2 separate regions of the Ovis aries genome follow, and region 1 is linked to region 2. The links are chromatin contacts, called in public Hi-C maps. All regions are on one chromosome and are shown on one strand. The core of a region is the stretch at or near the end of the contact, and the rest is flanking DNA. Distances in the headings are between cores, read along the strand shown.

Region 1 (4,091 bases), core at 1,218-3,717, 570 kb after region 2:
GGGCTGAGCCAGCATCTCCTGCACTCCAGGTGGATTCTTTGTCGGATTTTACACACAGCAGTGTGCATACGTCATTCCATCCCTCACTCCATCTCCCCCACCCCACCCTGGAATCCATGGGCCCATCCGCTACATCTGTGTCTCTGTTTTCTAAAGTAAGCCTCCTTCCAGAGTACAAGATCACCTCCTCGGTGCTTCTGCCCCCACGCCCAAATATCCCTCCACTTCTCCCTAGTCCCCCAGCCCAGGGAAGCAGGAGGCTTACAACCCAGGCGACGCCTGAGCCTGCCCCAGAGGCTCCCCAGACAGAGGTGACCGGGAGGCTTGCTCGCCACTAAGGGGCCGCCACCAGCTGAGGAGTGAATTTAACTCAAGAAGGAGTTTCAAATCCCAGGGTGACCAGAAGGAGGGACAGAAGGAGAAACAGGAGGAAGCGGAGGGTCTGAGGGCAGGAGCCGAGGGAACACACACAGACAGGGCATGAGGATGGGGCAGGGAGGCCTGCTCTGAGAACAGGACATTCGTTCCACGGAGACAGAGCTCAAAAGGGAAACACTGATTTTTCAGATGTCTTCCCACTGTCCTGCCCTCACGTGTATCCAATCTGAATTCAGTTACTGGAAACCAGAGTCCAGACTAACTGACATCCTTCCGCTTCTCGCCTTCCTCCTCCGTGCACACACCCCGGCCAAGACAAAGAGCAGGCCCTGAAGCCAAGTTCGCTCAGGTCACAGGGAGACAAAGGGATGACCGCAAATGCCACCTGGCCAGAGAAACCATGAGACAAATGGACAGCTTCCCCTGACCACCCCAGTTCACAGCCAGGACGTGGACGCCAAACAAAATCACCATTGGAACAGCCCAGGTTCGCAAAAACAAGCCTTAGGGCAAAGCACAGTTGTCCATTTCTCTATGTTTACGTGAATATCAGCTGACTTATCGTTTGGCAGGCACCAGAGATTTAATGAAGACTTACTGGAGGGAAACTGAAGAGGGAAGAACTCCAAACTGTTTACCTAATATTTTCCTGCAGATCTGGACAAGGCAGCCAAGATTTGGTGTGAGCGGTGAGAAGACACCTGCTTCAGGTGGTGAGTGAGAAGGTTCTTCAGGCAGGCAGTCTTGGAACCACTGTCCTCATACGCCATTACTATTGCTGGGACACTTGGGTATGACATGAAAGGCATCTGCCATCAGGCCCACCCCCTCCATGCCAACTGGCCATGGGCATCCTGGAGACTTCCCAGCGGTGGGAGGGGTCTACATGGAGTCTTCTGGACTCTCCAGCCCAACCCAGACTGGTTCACTGGCTGACCAAGGTCAGAGTGACAAACACTGGGAGGAGATTGAGGACCAGAGTCCACCAGGTCCTTCCCCAGCCCAAAGCACCTCTTTTTCCTTCTGGCAGACCCCAAGCACTCAGTGGTGCTGAGGGCCCCTGACCCCCACTCTGGTGACCCCCACCCTCATGGAGACATGGCCCTCCCAACCTCCCCACCCCACTGGTTGGCGCCTTTCCCCAGAGACCTGCTCGTGCAGCAGGCAAAGGCTTCTCAAGCTCCCTCATTCCTGACAGCGGCCCCCAAACAAGCCCGCAGAGCATCCTTTTCATGCTGAAGGCTTTCTGCCAATACTGGAGGGAAACAGAGTGGGAATGATAAAATTTACAGCCGCGGGAAGGGATGCCTGGGCCTTCCTCCACAGTTTATAGTTAAGAGTCCTCGGCCGGCAAGCGGTAATGTTCCTTTTGCCCTGAAGCCAGTCATCCTCCCTTTTAACCTTCGCCCCCCTCTCCTTCTTCCTCAAGCCTCCTCCTCCAGGCGTCTTAACTGCCAACAACTCACTTTCCCAACTTTGATTTATCTCCACCAGAGGGAATGCAAAGTTAGATCCAGCCCCACCCCCAAGGCCTTTTCAAAAAGGAACCCAAACACACCCAGCAGAACTCAGATTCAGAGGTAAACACTCAGAGCCACTCAGTCCAAGACAGGGGCACAAAGACACGCAGCCACATGCTTGGAGATAAAGCGTTTGTCCACGCCCGTGCCCTGCACTCCCTCACACTCAGGACAGACCCACAGACACAGTCAGACATAGACACCAGAAGTCTGCCTTGCCTTGCGAGCATTTGGAATATCTTTTGAGGAAAAATATTTTGCTCCAAAGAAGGGCTCCTACAGGGCTTTTTTTTTTTTTTTCCCCAGAGCGGCTGGATAAATTGCTTTTGTGCAAAAATAAACACAAGTGAACTGCATTAGCTGAGCGAGTGACACATTAGTTACAGATGCGGGGCCTGTCAGAACATTGAGGGAACAGCTTTTATTGGGGAAGGGCTGAGAGACTCATAAAGAACCGGTTGGCAATCTCACATAAACATTTGCGCATTCATATAAACAACGCCTACCACAAGCACTGGCCTGGCTGCCAGCAAGGCCTGGAACAGCCCTCTCCCCTGTCCTCAGAGTAAAAGCCAGCAGGAAGACAGGGGAAGGGTCACGAGCACCTTCCCTCCCATAGTCCCAGCTCCTGGACTCAGTGCTTGCACCCTAGGGGGGGCAGGGAGGGATGCCAGCTCCATCCTAAATGCCTCCAGAGACGGAGGGTCGAGGTCCAGCCACAGCAGACAACAGCTCTGCTTTCCTCCCTCTACACAGAATAGAACGGAACAGGGGATGTTATTTCAACTGCCTTATTAAGTAAAATAAGAAAAAAAATAAGATTTAGAAAAGGCAGAGGAACCAGAGATCAAATTGCCAACATCTGCTGGATCACCGAAAAAGCAAGAGAGTTCCAGAAAAACATCTACTTCTGCTTTATTGACTATGCCAAAGCCTTTGACTCTGTGGATCACAACTGTGGAAAATTCTTAAAGGGATGGGAATACCAGACCACCTGACCTGCCTCCTGAGAAATCTGTATGCAGGCCAAGAAACAACAGTTAGAACTGGACATGGAACAACAGACTGGTTCCAAATAGGAAAAGGAGTACCTCAAGGCTGTATATTGTCACTCTGCTTATTTAACTTATACGCAGAGTACCTCATGCGAAATGCTGGGCTGAATGAAGCACAAGCTAGAATCAAGATTGCCAGGAGAAATATCAATAACCTCAGATATACAGATGACACCACCCTTATGGCAGAAAGCGAAGAACTGAAGAGCTTCTTGATGAAAGTGAAAGAGGAGAGTGAAAAAGTTGGCTTAAAACTCAACATTCAGAAAACTAAGATCATGGCATCTGGTCCCATCACTTCATGGCAAATAAATGGGGAAACAATGGAAACAGTGAGAGACTTTATTTTGGGGGGCTCCAAAATCACTGCAGATGGTGATTGCAGCCATGAAATTAAAAGATGCTTGCTCCTTGGAAGAAAAGCTATGACCAACCTAGACAGCATATTAAAAAACAGAGACATTACCTTGCCAACAAAAGTGCATCTAGTCAAAGGTATGGTTTTTCCAGTAGCCATGTATGGATGTGAGAGTTGGACCATAAAGAAAGCTGAGCACTGAAAAATTGATGCTTTTGAACTGTGGTGTTGGAGAAGACTCTTTAGAGTCCCTTGGACTGCAAGATCCAACCAGTCCATCCTAAAGGAAATCAGTCCTGAATATTGACTGGAAGGACTGATGCTGAAGCTGAAGCTCCAATACTTTGGCCACCTGATGTGAAGAACTGACTCATTTGAAAAGACCCTGATGCTGGGAAAGATTGAAGGCAGGAGGAGAAGGGGACGACAGAGGATGAGATGGTTGGATGGCATCACCGAGTCATGGACATGAGTTTCAGTAAGCTCTGGGAGTTGGTGATGGACAGGGAGGCCTGGCATGCTGCAGTCCATGGGGTCACAAAGAGTCAGACATGACTGAGCAGCTGAACTGAACTGAAGTAAGGAATTTACAAAGAAAATGCCTCTTGGATGCAACTCTAGTGGGTCCCATCATAATCAGGGAGAAAGTGAAATGAGGGCAGGGCCACTCTCCATCCAAGGACAAAGTCAGCAGAAGGTGGCACAGACTCGTCTATCCATGAGGACTTCCCTTGGCTCCCATTGGTAATACCCTTGCCTTGGGCCCTGGGGGTCTCTCCT
Region 2 (3,642 bases), core at 171-2,670:
CAATAAAAGGATCATTTTTTAAATGTCTTATAAGTTTATCTTTTGGTCACCTTTGGAGATTACTGTGGCATGAACTCATTATTCTGCAAACTGGTAAATTTATGGAAATAATTCTGTATTAACTGATAACAGAATGACCAAATAGCTCACTAGGGAAAGCTTTTTTTTTTTTTTTTAATGGTAGTTTTTCTAAAAACTGTAACTAATTAATGGTAGAACACCACTAATTTGCTGTATCTACTGGAAAAATTAATGATAGTCATTGGCCACTAATGAGGGAACTTGATGGTGAATGGATCAGGATGGTAATCCTTCTGATCCATCTTAACATTACTCAAAGACATTATGTGTCTCCTGCCTTCAGCCTGTTGAATCAAACAAGGGAGTTTTCCTTCTGCAGGCCCTCATTCAGTCTGTAAAACAGTCCTCTATGGTTTTGATAAAGTGTGCCTCCTCAGGCTTCCCCTTTCCTCTCCAGGCAGTCCTGTTTTAACTTTACTGCCTCTGGCAGTCTTTGTCAGAAAGTTTGGTTTAGGGCAAGATGAAGTTTGTGTATTGATTTTTCTTTTCGTTTTATGCTTTTGTGTGATTCTTTAAAAAAAACAACCACCAACTTTTAATTTTATATTGGTGTGTAACCTGCTAACAATTTTGTGGTAGTTTCAGGAGCACAACAGAGCGACTCAGCCATGCATATACATGTATCTATTCTCCCCCAAACTCCCTTCCCATCGAGGCTGCAGCATAACATTGAGCAGAGTCCCCTGTGCTACACAGTAGGTCCTTTTTGGTTGTTACTTTTAAATATAGCAGTGTGTACCTGTCCATCTCAAGGTGATAGGGTCATGGATGACTTTACTAAGTCATCTTCAACCTAAGGAGTCTTTGGGAACCAAGTCCATAGACTAGGTGAGAGGTAAGACCTGAGCTAGGTCAGAGGGGATGTCAGTAGAGTACCAGGACAGAGTGACTTGTTTGGAGATATCAGGGATTTCATTAATGTTTGTTAACTGTGGAATGGATGTAAGTGAGCTTGTCCAATTTTAGAGTTTCATTGCAATTAAGGTATGAATTGTGCCGGTGTATCTGTGGTCCATTTCAAGAGTTACCGCACATAAATTGAGTCAGTCATGTGCTTCTGGAGGAGAGGTTACACACTGGTGGCTGATATGTCAAATCTGGCCCACAACTGTGTTTTATTTGGCTCCCGCAATACGGTTTTTTTTTTTTTCTTTAATTTATTGCCAACATTTCAAAATAGAATTCACATAAAACTTAGGGTTTCTGGCTTCTGTTGAAAAAGCAGAAGATCTGGCAACACCGGGCTTACATTTTCCTCAGGGCATTAGCTTCAGCTTCAGCTTAATAGTGCCTGCCTTAGACCCAGTCCTCTGCCGCCTGTGTAACTCACTGCCTTTGTGGGCGTTTGAGTGTGTGATCCTTACTGCAGTAGTTTCGGGAAGCTGTTTTCTAAATCCTACATTGTTACTGTCAGCTACCTTTCTTCTTACATTGCTATTTTAACACACTGTATAACTCCTGTCTAATTAGAATATGAGCTCTGTGTTAGCAGTAAGTGTGTGTCTTCTATTTCTGGATATTCTCCATGGTGCTAGTATACGGCCTTACATACTTAGGAAAGTCAGTACATATTTATACATCTCTACTCAGATTTGGCAAGGTAATTGAGGAAGCCCAATATCCCTGGTATAGGGCTTCCCTTGTGGCTCAGCTGGTAAAGAATCTGCCTGCAATGCAGGAGGCCTGGATTCGATCCCTGGGCTGGGAAGATCCCCTGGAGAAGGAAAAGGCTACCCACTGCAGTATTCTGGCCTGGAGAATTTCATGGACTATATAGTTGATGGGGTTGCTATAAAGAGTCAGACACGTCTGAGTCAGACATGACTGACCGACTTTCACCTTCAATGTCCCTGGTGGCTCAGATGGTAAGGAGTCCGCCTGCAGTGCAGGAGACCTGGGTTGATCCCTGGGTTGGGAAGTCCCTTGGAAGAGGGCATGGCAACCCACTCCAGTATTCTTGTCTGGAGAATCCCCATGGTTAGGAAAGCCTGGTGGGCTACAGTCCATGGAGTCCCAAAGAGTCAGACACTACTGAGCAACTAAGCACAGCACAATATGCCTTGATACTCAAGACATTTTTATGACATAGGAAACTGTCTTGATACATTGGTTGGGAAGCAGATTAGTATTTTATTGGCCATATTAATAATGTGGATCCATTGAGTTAGATCTGATAAGTATTTTCTCATAGGTAAATGATTGTAGAAAATAAAAGGAAAGAGCTAAGCTCTTTCTTGGGATATTCATCAGAAATGATGTAGAAAAATGAATTTATTGGTTTTGTTTTTTTAAAAATGGTTACTTGATGATACAGGTACAAAGAGATAATGCAACAGTTGGTGGTTGTAAAGAAGTACAGGAAAAAGCTGTGTTATGTACATGTGGTTGGATTGTTGAGCTCAGTTTAAGAGGAAGTCCTTCATAGTAATGAAGTAATTGCTATAAAGTTATTGAAAATTGTCTTATTTTATGAACACAACTCTATCTTCTTTAGCCACACACTAGGCAATCGGGTAATGGTTTTGAACATTGTAAATGTCTGAACATTGTAAATGTTGGTTTCATGCCATGAATATTTCTTAACTTGTACTGTGTATTTTTACACAGGTGAGAAATTCATCCACGCTTCTCTTCAGTACCTTGATCACAAGAATATTTGGAGTTAAAAGGGGAAAGGATGAACTTTCCAAAAAAAATAGGTAAGCTTCATCTAATGCTAACTTTATTTTTTACAAAATATCATTCTGGCCAAAAATAATTTTTAGAATTTTGCTTACTTTTATAGATTGATCTAGAGCATAAAACTATAAAAATACTATAGTAAATGAACCTATGCTGCCAAATGTTAAGCCCCTAGGCAAAAATATCTACTGTTTAATAAGTGGACCTTTCAAAGCAACAAAAATATTGGAGGTAGCAAGGGCTGAAATGTAGAGCTTGTTTTTCAGTGCAGCAGCTAAAGTTGTTTTTGTTTTGTTTTGCTTCTGATTTAATCTTCTTCAGGTATTCCTGAAATGTCCTAAATTGCTTTTTCTTAATGTGTCATCAAGTACTAGCTTGTGCAATATCTTTGCTTTTATAGTAACTGGAAGTTTAAATGTCTATGGTATACTCATCAGGCCATGTCCCAGGTTACTTCTGCATTAACCTGTAGCCAGGGGGAGTAGTTAAAGGTGCTGGACACACAGAATAAACAGTGCTTTCAACTTTTAGGTCTTCTGTGTTGTGTTTACTCTCTAAGATGTTTTTCTCTTAGGATTTTTTTTTTAATGTCTGGAGGAAAACTTATTGAAACACTTTGATTATGAGTAATCTTTGGATACAAGGCAAAAGTTCTGTTTGTTGGTTTTTAAAGAAGAGAAGCTTTGAATAGTTGTTTATTAGCAGTTGGGAGGGTTTAATGGCAGTCTGCTGGCTTGCAGTTGTTAACACTAGATGTCACTGTCGCTGCGTGTTTAATCACCTCCTGTAACTATTTAGGGTCTGATTTGGCCCAGTGGTCTTTCTCTTGATGCTCTAGAGATGAATCAAGCCCTATTCCTCTCCTGCCAAAAAAAGTTG

Evidence for each region. A called contact is a pair of places that touch in the nucleus more often than the background predicts.
Region 1: a contact with region 2 is called in a Hi-C map of tail adipose tissue, with 3 times the contacts expected there. The contact joins two enhancer-like sites. A contact is called at or near these places in 4 of 16 Hi-C or Micro-C datasets (hypothalamus, muscle, omental adipose tissue and 1 more).

What each region holds. Positions count from the first base shown.
Region 1 is chr3:81,316,589-81,320,679 of ARS-UI_Ramb_v3.0, forward strand. No RefSeq gene overlaps it. Among named protein-coding and RNA genes, the nearest start is that of TRNAI-UAU, 32 kb to the right of the region's middle. Within about 2 kb of position 2,468, at least 13 of the 54 cell types and tissues checked have an H3K27ac peak or open chromatin away from gene starts, as enhancers often do. A contact at or near this core is called in tail adipose tissue, where this site is marked.
Region 2 is chr3:80,744,386-80,748,027 of ARS-UI_Ramb_v3.0, forward strand. THADA (THADA armadillo repeat containing) reads left to right here. Exons shown (of 38, transcript XM_060412225.1): 26 at 2,689-2,780. Among named protein-coding and RNA genes, the nearest start is that of THADA, 93 kb to the left of the region's middle. Within about 2 kb of position 1,421, at least 12 of the 54 cell types and tissues checked have an H3K27ac peak or open chromatin away from gene starts, as enhancers often do. A contact at or near this core is called in tail adipose tissue, where this site is marked.